2 separate regions of the Zea mays genome follow, and region 2 is linked to region 1. Evidence: chromatin contacts called from public Hi-C data. All regions are on one chromosome and are shown on one strand. Each heading gives the region's core, a stretch centred on a gene start, on an enhancer-like site or on the middle of the called end of the contact. The rest is flanking DNA. Distances are from core to core; before and after follow the strand shown. Region 1 holds the start of LOC732803 (orange pericarp 2). Region 2 holds the start of LOC100276554.

Evidence for each region. Hi-C and Micro-C count contacts between places; a contact is called where the count stands out from the background.
Region 2: a contact with region 1 is called in a Hi-C map of tassel, with 2.2 times the contacts expected there. The contact joins the promoter of LOC100276554 here to the promoter of LOC732803 in region 1. A contact is called at or near these places in 2 of 25 Hi-C or Micro-C datasets (ear and tassel).

The regions. Positions count from the first base shown.
Region 1 is chr10:85,896,579-85,902,049 of Zm-B73-REFERENCE-NAM-5.0, reverse strand. It overlaps LOC732803 (orange pericarp 2), which reads left to right and starts at 1,584. Exons shown (of 5, transcript NM_001397132.1): 1 at 1,584-1,958; 2 at 2,328-2,684; 3 at 2,819-3,261; 4 at 3,353-3,447; 5 at 3,952-4,348. The coding sequence starts at 1,590. The coding sequence ends at 4,127.
Region 2 is chr10:86,881,903-86,887,604 of Zm-B73-REFERENCE-NAM-5.0, reverse strand. It overlaps LOC100276554, which reads right to left and starts at 4,449. Exons shown (of 4, transcript NM_001150315.3): 1 at 4,237-4,449; 2 at 2,344-3,008; 3 at 1,698-1,851; 4 at 1,115-1,513. The coding sequence starts at 2,854. The coding sequence ends at 1,447.

The DNA.
Region 1 (5,471 bases), core at 335-2,834:
CCGCTGCGCGCGCCTTCCTCCTCCAATGCGATCAGATCCGTTGCTGCCAGGAAACTAGCTACACGGACCATGCGCCACCTTTTCTTTGGTTCACGTTCTGATATATATATTTTATTTCTAATACACTGCGCATATTACTTTCTGGCTTTCTGCTATATGCATCGTTCTTGGCTTTTGGATTTTTGGCCTAAATCTAAAGATCGATTTTTATCAAGATTAAACAAAAAATGGTACTGTATTCAACAAAGCCAAATCTAACAACCTTTTCAAGGCGGTTCTAAGAGCAACGTGGTGGACAGGGATGAAAACTGTATCCGAACTGTTAGGACAAATTATACATTCTTTTCTTATACTATCAAGCACAGTGTTATAAATAAGAATAAAATTTCACATAACTTTTTTATGTATTATTTGCTCCTTATTACAGCAAAAAGGCGAAAAAATATCTATATACATATCCGAATTTTATATCTACTATTTAAGAAGATATATGATAAATTTTAGATCTATCTTTTGTGAATCTTTATAAACTTAATGTTAAAAACTAGAGCATGAATTTGCATGGCTGATTCTATATCATAATTATTCACAATCAAAGACAAAAAGACAAAAAAAAAACAGATACCCGAATAAGTGTATCTTTCCATCCTAGTGTTGGATTTGTGTCTATGGTAACTACTATGTAAAGAAGATGAAAGATCGAACATAAAGAAACAATTGCTAGATCTTAGAAATGTCGGTATGTAGGTCCTTACTAAGTTGAGATTGAAGTTTCGGACAGGATTGAAGCTTAGGCTCTTTTTGAGTGCGATATAACTAATATTTAGTGGTTAAAATTAGCTAGAGATATTTAAACAGACTAGCTAGTAGTTCAGTTGTTAACTGTTCTTAGATGGAGACGTGCAAGCATCCTAATAGTTTAACTACCTATTGGGTGCACCCTCAACTATATATTAGTTTGTTCAACCTAGCTAAAATTAGCTAATTTCACTAGCAATTTTTGAAGCAGGTAACTATTATTCCCAGACATGCCTTAGTATTAATTGGTTATTATATTTTTTTACTCTTTATTTGAATCTTGTTGTGGTTTGTTTTCTGTTTATCTTTTTCTAGAGAGAGAAGGCGCAGGGCGCTCCACGTCTCACAGTTGATCGTGCCATCGTGGACGGTGCGCACTAATAAAACCGTCCCCAAAATGCCCCTGGAAAGCTTGGACCCGCCGCAAAACCAGCTCGTCTCGACTCGAGGAAACAAAGCAAGGCCAAGCTACGAGCGGCTGCCCTCTCACGCTGCCTGGCCCTGAGCGATCCGTCGACCCCGCTCTCCCCTCCCCTCCCCTCCCCTCCCCGCGCCCGGCCCACCAGCACCAGCCTTGGCGAGGCGGCACGGGAGCAGAGTCCAGGTCCATGCACCTGGTCTAGGAAGATCCGGTGGAGCCACCAACCATTCCTGCCAGAAGTCCTAGCGCCACCAGTTTATATACCCGCCCAGCGAGTACCCGCACCCAGACCACTCCACGCAGCAGCGCACGCAGAGCCCCTGCCCCCACAGCCTATCTATCCCCTTCCCCTCGTCGATTTATTATTCTCATGGCCACCACCGCCGCCGCCGCCATTCGCAGCCCTACCCGCGCCGCCGCACCAGGACCCGCCGCGCCGGCCCAGCAGCGCGCGGTTTTGCGGGTGGCGTCGTCCAGGACCTCCTCCGCCCGCCCCCGAAGGGCCGCCGCCGCCGTGGCCGCGGCCGCAATGCAGCCGGCCAAGGCGGTCGCCGCGGAGGCGGCCTCCCCCGCCGCGGTGGAGATGGGGAACGGCGCCGCGGCGCCGGGGCTGCAGAGGCCCGACGCCATGGGCAGGTTCGGGAGGTTCGGCGGCAAGTACGTCCCCGAGACGCTCATGCACGCGCTCACCGAGCTCGAGAGCGCCTTCCACGCGCTCGCCACCGACGACGAGTTCCAGGTAGCGCTACCGCTACCGCTGCCTCTCCTATGTGGCTATGTCCCATGTCTCCGGCTTATAGTTGACTCAGTATTAGCGGGGATTTGGATGCCTAGTTTTTTTTTGTACAGATGCCTACTTTTCGTAGGTACGAGATGTCACATCTTATGGGCTAGGTTGTTGATTCCGTTCTTGTGTTCCCTTCCCTGAGTAGTCTGCCTCACTTTTCTGTAGTCTAGGACAGGACAGGAAGCTTGACACAAAAATGATGCCGTGATCCTTGTTGGATCACGAGGAAGAATTATGATCAACATGCGGTGATCCCTGAATATGAATCACGAGAAATGTTTACATCCTTGCACTTATGTCTGACATGCTTTTTTTTCACAGAAAGAACTGGACGGTATTCTCAAGGACTACGTTGGACGTGAGAGCCCCCTATACTTCGCGGAGCGCCTAACGGAGCACTACAAGCGCGCCGATGGCACAGGCCCGCTCATCTACCTCAAGAGGGAGGACCTTAACCACACGGGTGCCCACAAGATCAACAATGCCGTGGCGCAGGCCTTGCTTGCCAAGCGACTTGGGAAGCAGCGCATCATTGCCGAGACAGGGGCTGGTCAGCACGGCGTCGCCACCGCCACCGTGTGCGCCCGTTTCGGGCTGCAGTGCATCATCTACATGGGCGCACAGGATATGGAGAGGCAGGCGCTCAATGTTTTCCGGATGAGGCTTCTTGGTGCAGAGGTACAGCGGAGGCATCTGTTTGTTAGATTGAGTCTGTATCTGCACTTGTTCTTCAGGGAAGGAAAAAAAAAGAATTTGTTATACTTCCCTTAATGTTTTTCTTATGGTATATTGTTTCCTTTTTGCTGGAACAGGTCAGGGCGGTACATTCTGGGACAGCAACCCTGAAGGATGCAACTTCAGAGGCTATCCGTGACTGGGTCACAAATGTGGAGACCACACACTATATCTTGGGCTCTGTTGCCGGTCCGCACCCGTACCCGATGATGGTGAGGGAGTTCCATAAGGTTATTGGCAAGGAAACCCGGAGGCAGGCCATGGACAAGTGGGGTGGCAAGCCGGACGTATTGGTTGCCTGCGTCGGCGGCGGATCAAACGCCATGGGCTTATTCCATGAGTTTGTTGAGGATCAAGATGTGAGGCTGGTTGGAGTGGAGGCAGCTGGCCATGGCGTAGACACCGACAAGCATGCGGCGACTTTGACAAAGGGCCAAGTCGGAGTTCTCCATGGATCCATGAGCTATTTGCTGCAGGATGATGACGGACAAGTTATCGAACCCCACTCCATCAGTGCTGGGTGAGTTTTCTTTCTGTTTACGCTCCACAAGACTATATTTGTTGTGTACTATGTGAGCTAACTAATTGTCCATTATTTTTTTGAATCATAGGCTCGATTACCCTGGCGTTGGACCCGAGCACAGTTTCTTGAAGGACATTGGACGTGCCGAATACGATAGTGTGACTGACCAGGAGGCACTGGATGGTATGTCTCGCTCTCTTTCCATTGTCTGTTATTGGTTGAACTATTTTTCTTTTTGACGAAGTTGATTTCCAATGAACCTACAAAATGCTGTTAGTGTTGGTATCAGCTTTCAACATCTTGACTTATCTTTAAATGACTGGGTGTTATATATATTCAGTTGATGTAGCTGTTCAGGATATTGTGATGCCAATAATGTAGTCCTAGCCTCCTAGATTTTCCTCGGTAGATAAGCCAAATGTTTAAGATATGCCTTATTCCTGAGCTAATGCTGGCATGCGAATTTTTTTTAATAACCAAACACAATGTTGAAGTCTTGAAACAGTATTATGCTTAGATGTGACAGTAGATACATTGTTGACTGTTCAGCATCCATAAGGCCCATATGATTTTTTTTGTTTCTGAACATTTGAGAAACTGTCTCAACAGCTGCTGATCCAGTAGTTTTATTCACTCTGTTTATGTCCTGAATGCTACTATGTTGAACATGTATATCATGACATGCAGCTTTCAAGCGCGTGTCTCGGTTGGAGGGCATCATCCCTGCCCTGGAGACCTCCCACGCGCTGGCCTACCTTGAGAAGCTCTGCCCGACACTGGCGGACGGCGTGAGGGTGGTGGTGAACTGCAGCGGGCGAGGAGACAAGGACGTGCACACCGCCAGCAAGTACCTGGACGTCTAAAACACCAGCGAGGAGGCTGGTTTCCATGTCAAGTTTTGGAGGGTTCAGCAGTAATTAATTTAGCGCTGTTCTTTTTGGATAAAAGCACAAATAACCTGGAAGCTGGTATTGTTGTTGTAGCCGGTAGTGCCCCCCTGTTTTTTTATTTTACAAGTAATCTGAATGGCTTTGGAGTGCATAATCAATAATCAAATAAATACAAAGCTTTTGGCCTTATTAAACCCTGGTGTTTTCCATTTCCACGAGTCTGTTCATTTTGTGACTGAAATAAGTGAATCTGCATCTTAGGACCTCTCCGGGACAGCTACGCTAACTACAAATTCAGCTAAAAAAAAACTATATGTACAAGTGTTCAAACATCTAGCTGTTAGCCAAAAACCAAATCTGGATCCTTCAAAACGGTGAATTTAAGATCAGATTCACTATTTTGATAGAGTTAGGAAAAATTACCTACTACCACCCGAGTGTATTCGGTTAGAGGCAGATTTTAAAATTAAATATTAATCCTTCTCGATCTTCTTCAGTCCTCATGCACCCGAGGCACCCGAACGAGACCTTATGGATTTACAACCTGCGTTCTCGAATATAATATTTGTGATCCGCTAATTTATTTGTAAACTAAACGGCGATAAATAAAAAAAAAGCGGAGGGAGTATCAGTTAACTTGTAATGAAGAAGACGTGTCCGCTGTGTCTAGGCCATCTGTCGCTGCTGGTCGGTAAGGTAGTCTAATTGCACTTTGTTTGCTGACCAGTTGGCAATTTGATCTTGATACTTTTTTCAGTGGTTGATCCCCTAAGCTGTCTAAAAACTCCACATGTGTTTAGAGTTTGCTTTGCCCTCTCAAAACTCACAGAACTCGTGGTGCCTGCCCTGCATCCTTTTGTCAAATGCCCAACAACTTGATGGTTAGTCGGATCATCGGACTTGGTCGCGGAACCTCGTCCAAGTTCCTGGAATCCGACGAAAGGCGCCGCCGAGGCGACGGAGCGGAACAAGTCGAGTTTTGCTGCATCAGTTTCATTCAACATTTTCTTCTTCCTTTTTTTTAAGAGTAGAACGCATTCTCTTCTAATCGTTTAGCTTAACTTTCGCTTTTGGCCCACAGCTTATGATATGCGACCTTTTTTTGCATGGGTCGAACGTGCATCTTACTTCAGCAATACTGTGTGCTGTGTGTCACGTTTTGTTTGGTTAATCTAGTATTTACCTAATCCACATCTATTGAGATGGATTAGAGTGTAAATTAAACTAATTTATATCTCAATCCACTTTACTACATGTCGATTGAGGTGAATACTAGTTTACTACATGTCGATTGAGGTGAATACTAGAATAACCAAA
Region 2 (5,702 bases), core at 3,200-5,699, 980 kb before region 1:
AGTTGATTCATCATCACCTTATTGCTCATAGTTAGTTAGTATTAACATAAAAAATTAGACTATTTCACCAAATTTAAAAAATAAATTTTATCAAACCAAATACCCTCTAAATAGTCCATACGCTTCAAGTTCGGAGGCGGATCCCATAGTGGGGCTGGCGAGGCACAACCCCGATCCAGACGTACCTGTAATAATTTCATCATATTATTGCTCCTATGTATTTTAATCCAAATAAGACTAGATGGCTCCCAACTATTGTACTAGTACAATCAATTGAGTTAGAAGCCATCTAATCCTATTTAGTCTAAAATAAATTATAAATATGAGTAACATGTAATAATATACTCATAAATTAGTTAGACACACACTGGCTTCAGTTCAATCCAGGCCGTTCAACAAGTCAACTCGTTGCAGTGAGGCGGCCATCACAAGACGCGTTTCACCGCCATCCTGCTCACCAGTCGTACTGTCCGTCCGCCTAGCCTAGGGACAGGTAGCAAGCAATGCGCACCATGCGATCCTCACTAACTCCTCAGCGCAGTACAAGTCAACGCGCGGAGATCTAGCGCCCGCGCACGTGTACGCACCCTGCGCAGGTCAACTCGCATCTCGCAAGCGTGTCGCGGACGCGTCGTCCCGGCAGCTGTGCCTGCGCTGCGCGCGCGCATCCCGGTCCCGGGCCACCACCAGCGAGCAAACGCCATGTGCGACTCCATTACTGTGGCGACACTTGAAAACAGGAGCACAACAACACAGGGCGACAAGAACCTGTGGATCTGATCTGAACCGTGTCTGGCCAGTGTCCCAGCCAGGTAGATAGAGCCACCTCATCTCTGGAACCGAAAACCTGCAGCGCCATTGCTACAGGCTCTCTTTCAGATCTACAGCCTGTGTGCGCAGCTCTCCTGGACTGGACCTCATCTCACTCACTCCAGCAGCTGGGTTCCGAGCTGAGTGAAATCTATAGCTCAAAGTCTTGAAATGAAAAACTTCCAGCCATCCTCTAGCAGGTATGAACAGAACAGCCCAGCCGGCCACAACCAAGAACACGCCACATTTCAGCAAATCAGTAACGATGAGCAAGTGCAGCAGCACAGCACTGCAACGGGGTGGGTCAGATTCAGATCAGCTCTCTGATTTATTGCGCGCAAACCTTTTATTACTGTAACATGCCAGACACATACGGACAGACAGCTTGCTTGCTTGCTCGCTCGCTTGCTTTCGTTGCTCTCTACGCTTCGCTAGAGCCATGGCCAACACAGATTCACTACCCAGCGCACGACACACTAGGAGTCCACTCGTTTTTTACAGCAGCCAAGGAGCAGCAGCCAAGGAGCGGGGGGGTGGGGCCGGCGCCTCGAGGAGGACGAAGCGAAGCGCCGGCGACGCTTCAAAATGTGGCGAGCTTCTTTCATTTGAGGTGTGGCCGCCGCCATAATCATCGGGTCACCGAGCTAGTAGCCTTCTCGCTTGGTTACGATTCCTGAGCCTCGGACCGGTCTCTACTACGTTACTGCAACAAGGTTGAGGAAACCACTAGGGTCAGCTGCTTCAGGCGAAGGAAGCATGTGGCGGTTTCGGAAACTCTAATGTAAAGATGCTCTGCTGCTAAAGGGGGAAAAAAGGTTGCGACGAGCAGTTCCAGGTTCATTCTGACTATGCAAATATCGCTTTGCTGGGCCGAAAGGTTCGCTTACTCGGGAGCTGCAGTGGTCTCGCTGAATGGTGGTGGCCTCGTGTTGGAATGGTTCTTGTAGAACCTGATGGAGATCAGACTGCTGCGCGTCCCCCTGATCGACGATTCCGGTGATCCATGGAAGCTCACCGCCGGCCCGTGTCCCGAGAAGAAACCTGCGAAATCCAGATGCTTAAGTTCTGAGCAAATGTTCTCTGATTCCGTAAACTGAACTCTTGACTACTAACATTGTTTGACTGATCACGACAGCTAGCTATACTCGCTCAATAGGCGGTAGTGCATGTTCTGAAGCTTTCGGGACAAAAAAAAATTGACAGTGTTTGCACAAGCCATAGCATGCTTACAACTCAGATCAAAGAACCGACATTACCAAAGAGTCCAACTTCCTTTGCTGAATTAGCTTTATTGTTGATCATATCTTAAACTATCTCCATGTTGAGTACGTATTATCCAAGCATATATCGACTTGTGAATCGAACCAAAAAAAAAATGGCAGTTATCAATATAGCCGACCCCAGAAAGCTTCAATTCAACCATTTGAGTTGTTGGGGGTGTGAGTCAAATCTTTTATTCAAGAGGCTTAAACTTTGGTTGTTCCATACAGACACAGCACATCAGACCACTAACAGTGAACGGGATCTATATACCTTGCCAGAGAATGACGACGCAGAAGATAACGGTGACGATCAGGGGGCACAGATTGCCACCCGAGAACCCTTGCTTGGCGTTCTTCATCTTCTTCAAGGCCTTCATCCGCTCGACCCTCGCCCGCTTCAGCACGGCAAGCTCGCTCAGCTCGTTGAGGAGCTTCTGGTCAGAGACGTCCAGCGGCGTAGGCGTCAGCGGCCTCGGCGGCCGCGGCGGCTTCTTCTTCGACCGCTTCTTCTTCGCCTTGTCCCCTCCCGAGCTGTCCAGAAGGCCCAGGCCCAGCTTCTCCTCCCCCTCGGACTTCCTGTCGTCTCCACTTCTAGCAACGGCGTCCGAAGCCGGTGAAGAGCAGTCCATGTGCTGGTTGTTCCTGTCATCCCTCGGACATCCGTTGGCGCACGCACACACGCAACCACTCTCCAGGTCGTTGCTATGGTTGATCACTGCAGTGCCGTTGCCACTCTCCAGGTCGATCAAGGTGTCCTGGTCGTTCACACACTTAGACTCCATCGGAACCACGAAATAGCTCCAGTACTTGGTCCTAACTCCTAACACATTGATAAGCAAAACCGTGGCCCTCTCTGATATGATACTGGGGGGTCACGAACCAGATTTGCCCTCTGTCGATCAGGAGAGGAGAAATCACCTCTGGAATACTAGCTACCTGCAGAGGAAAAAGTTAGGCAAAAAATTAGGTTACTCAGTCAGTCAAAAGTCTAAACCAGGACACAGGTGCAGCCACAGAAATGGATCAAACAAGAAACATTTTCAAACTTGTCTACCCGAATTGCCAAACCAACATACCGGACCGGTTCCGAGAAAGCCTAACTAACCATGACAAGAAAGCCACACATGTAACAAGAGATAGAAGAGGTGGCACAAAGCGAGAAACCGGGCTGCCTAAGTTAAATTAAGCAGGAAACGCAGGAGGGAAACACGCGAAGTTGGCAACCTTTTTATCCTGATCGAACGCCACAAGCCACGGCCGCACCCTCGTTCTCCCCTCGGTTGCTTACACTTGGCAAGGCGGCGTCTCGCTCCCCTTGTTCTCCGCTTGCTCTCTACTCATCTAGTATTTATTTATTTGTAAGCAAAAAAATGTTCAGCAAAAGCCAAGCAGCTGGCATTGTTTATTGATAAGCACTGGCAACATCTTTTCGCTTGTGGCACCACTGAAAACCCAACTAACCCATTCTCTTTTCGTTGTACGCCAAAGCTAATGAAATGGAAACAATCAAACAAACAAGAACCTCGTTTTGGCAGCCGAAGGAAGTGGTTAGGTGACCAAACAGAAGCAGAAGCGAACGAATTTTGTCGAATTTGCTGGACAGTTGGCAGCTCGAGCGGCGAGGGGGAAGATGGAAGAGGACACGCGGTGTAGAACAAGGCTAGGCAGTAGGTACGGTCTTCGCCGAGCTTATCCGGTCCCGATAATCCGACAAGGGAAGAGACAAGCGCGCAGGCGCGGAAAAGGAGAGCAGCCCGCCGACTCCCCATCCACATCCACATCCACGCGAACTTGGCGGAGGGCGGTTGGAGAGGCGGGGGAGGGGGGGACGCGGCGGAGGAGAAGCCTTGGGTGCATAGATGGATGATGATCCTAGCGGTTAAGGGGGAGAGCTCGCGGGAGCACCGGGATTCCATCAAAGCCGAAGCTTTTCGGCACACTGGCGCACCCGCCTTGGTACGTAGAACAGGAAATAAACAAAAAATCCCTCTCGAACCCGCCTAATTCCCTCAAAAATCACAAATTTTCCGCCTCGGCATGGCACATGAGCAGAGAGCGGCGGAGAAATCCGGACAGAGAGAGAGAGAGAGAGAGAGAGAGAGAGAGAGAGAGAGAGAGAGGGGGGGGAGGCCAGGAGGGTCGTGAGAGCCCACCCTGTACCTACCTACAGAGCTGCAGCGGCGAGGTCAGGTTACCACAGCTAGCCAGCGACGCCCTCCCATGGCGATGCCCGCCGAATCAAGGAACTCCCGGGGCCGCACCGCAGCCGCGAAGAGGACGGAGGGGTTGTGGTGGTGTGGTGTGGGGTCACCGTACGTCCCGGGACTGGGAGCGGTGGGACGGGTTGAGGTGGAAACGGAAGGAAGCATCCAGATTTGCCCGCCTCGGGGGTCACGCGCTATTTAATTCCGCTCCTCGCGCAGGATCCATCGCCGGCCCCGGCCGTCGTCGGCCCGGCGGAACAGTTTTTCCCCTTTTTGCTTGCTTTGCTCTGCCGGCCGTCGGATCGCCAAATGGACTACGAATAATAATAACTAGTGTTTAGCCCGCGCCTGGGCGCGCGTCATCATATATAGCTTAACGATTTTGTGAGTACCCAGATATGTAAAACAAATTTAAACATGATATGAGTATACAATATGTATGCAAGAAATCAAAATATAAGTAGATAATATTGTTTTCCCCTAATAGTTGATACCAGTTGTAGAGTGAAATTAGACTACAATATATACTAAGTAGTATTCAAGCATCATACATCAACACTTAGCAACAATGTGCTTCTAGGTGTTAAGTAAATATGTACAGATCCACAAATAGTCTAATAGTAGGTTCATATATATAGAGAGAGAGAGAGAGGGAAGTATTCATGGTCCAAAAGTGATGATGCTCTTGATAGGGTTCATATTTATAGAGAAGCATTCATTGTCCAAAAGTGATAGTGCTCTTGATAGGTGCCCAATAAGTAAATACCTGTATACAAAGGAGGAAAAAGCATTAGAGTTGTACTAATGTTGCTGCGTAAAAGGGTAAGTGGAATACATTATGTTGACTGTGTATAAATATATTTGCGATATATGAATAAGTTTTGCACATGGTGTTATACCTTCATGAAGTTGATTATGATCTAGGAGCTCTTCTCTTTGGGGTCTGTAAGATCTGGTATTCCTTTGCTACTGTGGCCATGTTTCATTCTATATAATATCATGAATGTTGTATTAGCGTGGAAAATAAGATCTAGCATTTAAAAGAATGATGTTGTTGCTACTGTTATTATGTCCAACTATTTTTTTAATACATACCTTTTCGGTGGCGACGATAACTCTTCATTGCTGAGTTCACTTATGCGCTGGGCATCACCCTGTGATTAAGTGCATAAATTTTATGAATGTACTTTCATATAACAAAGTGGAAACTCATTTTGTCCTGGTTTATTTATTCTGTGGGTATTGATTGTATTAATTTATATCTGGTATTAAAATGTAATGGATATGTAACTTTGTAAGTGTATGGAAAGTAAGTATTTAGTAGTACTAAAGGTACCTCTATGTCATGTGACATATCTGAATATATTAGAACACGTCGTGCCTGTTGAATAGACTTCATCAAGTTGTATGCATGAAAGAATGATAC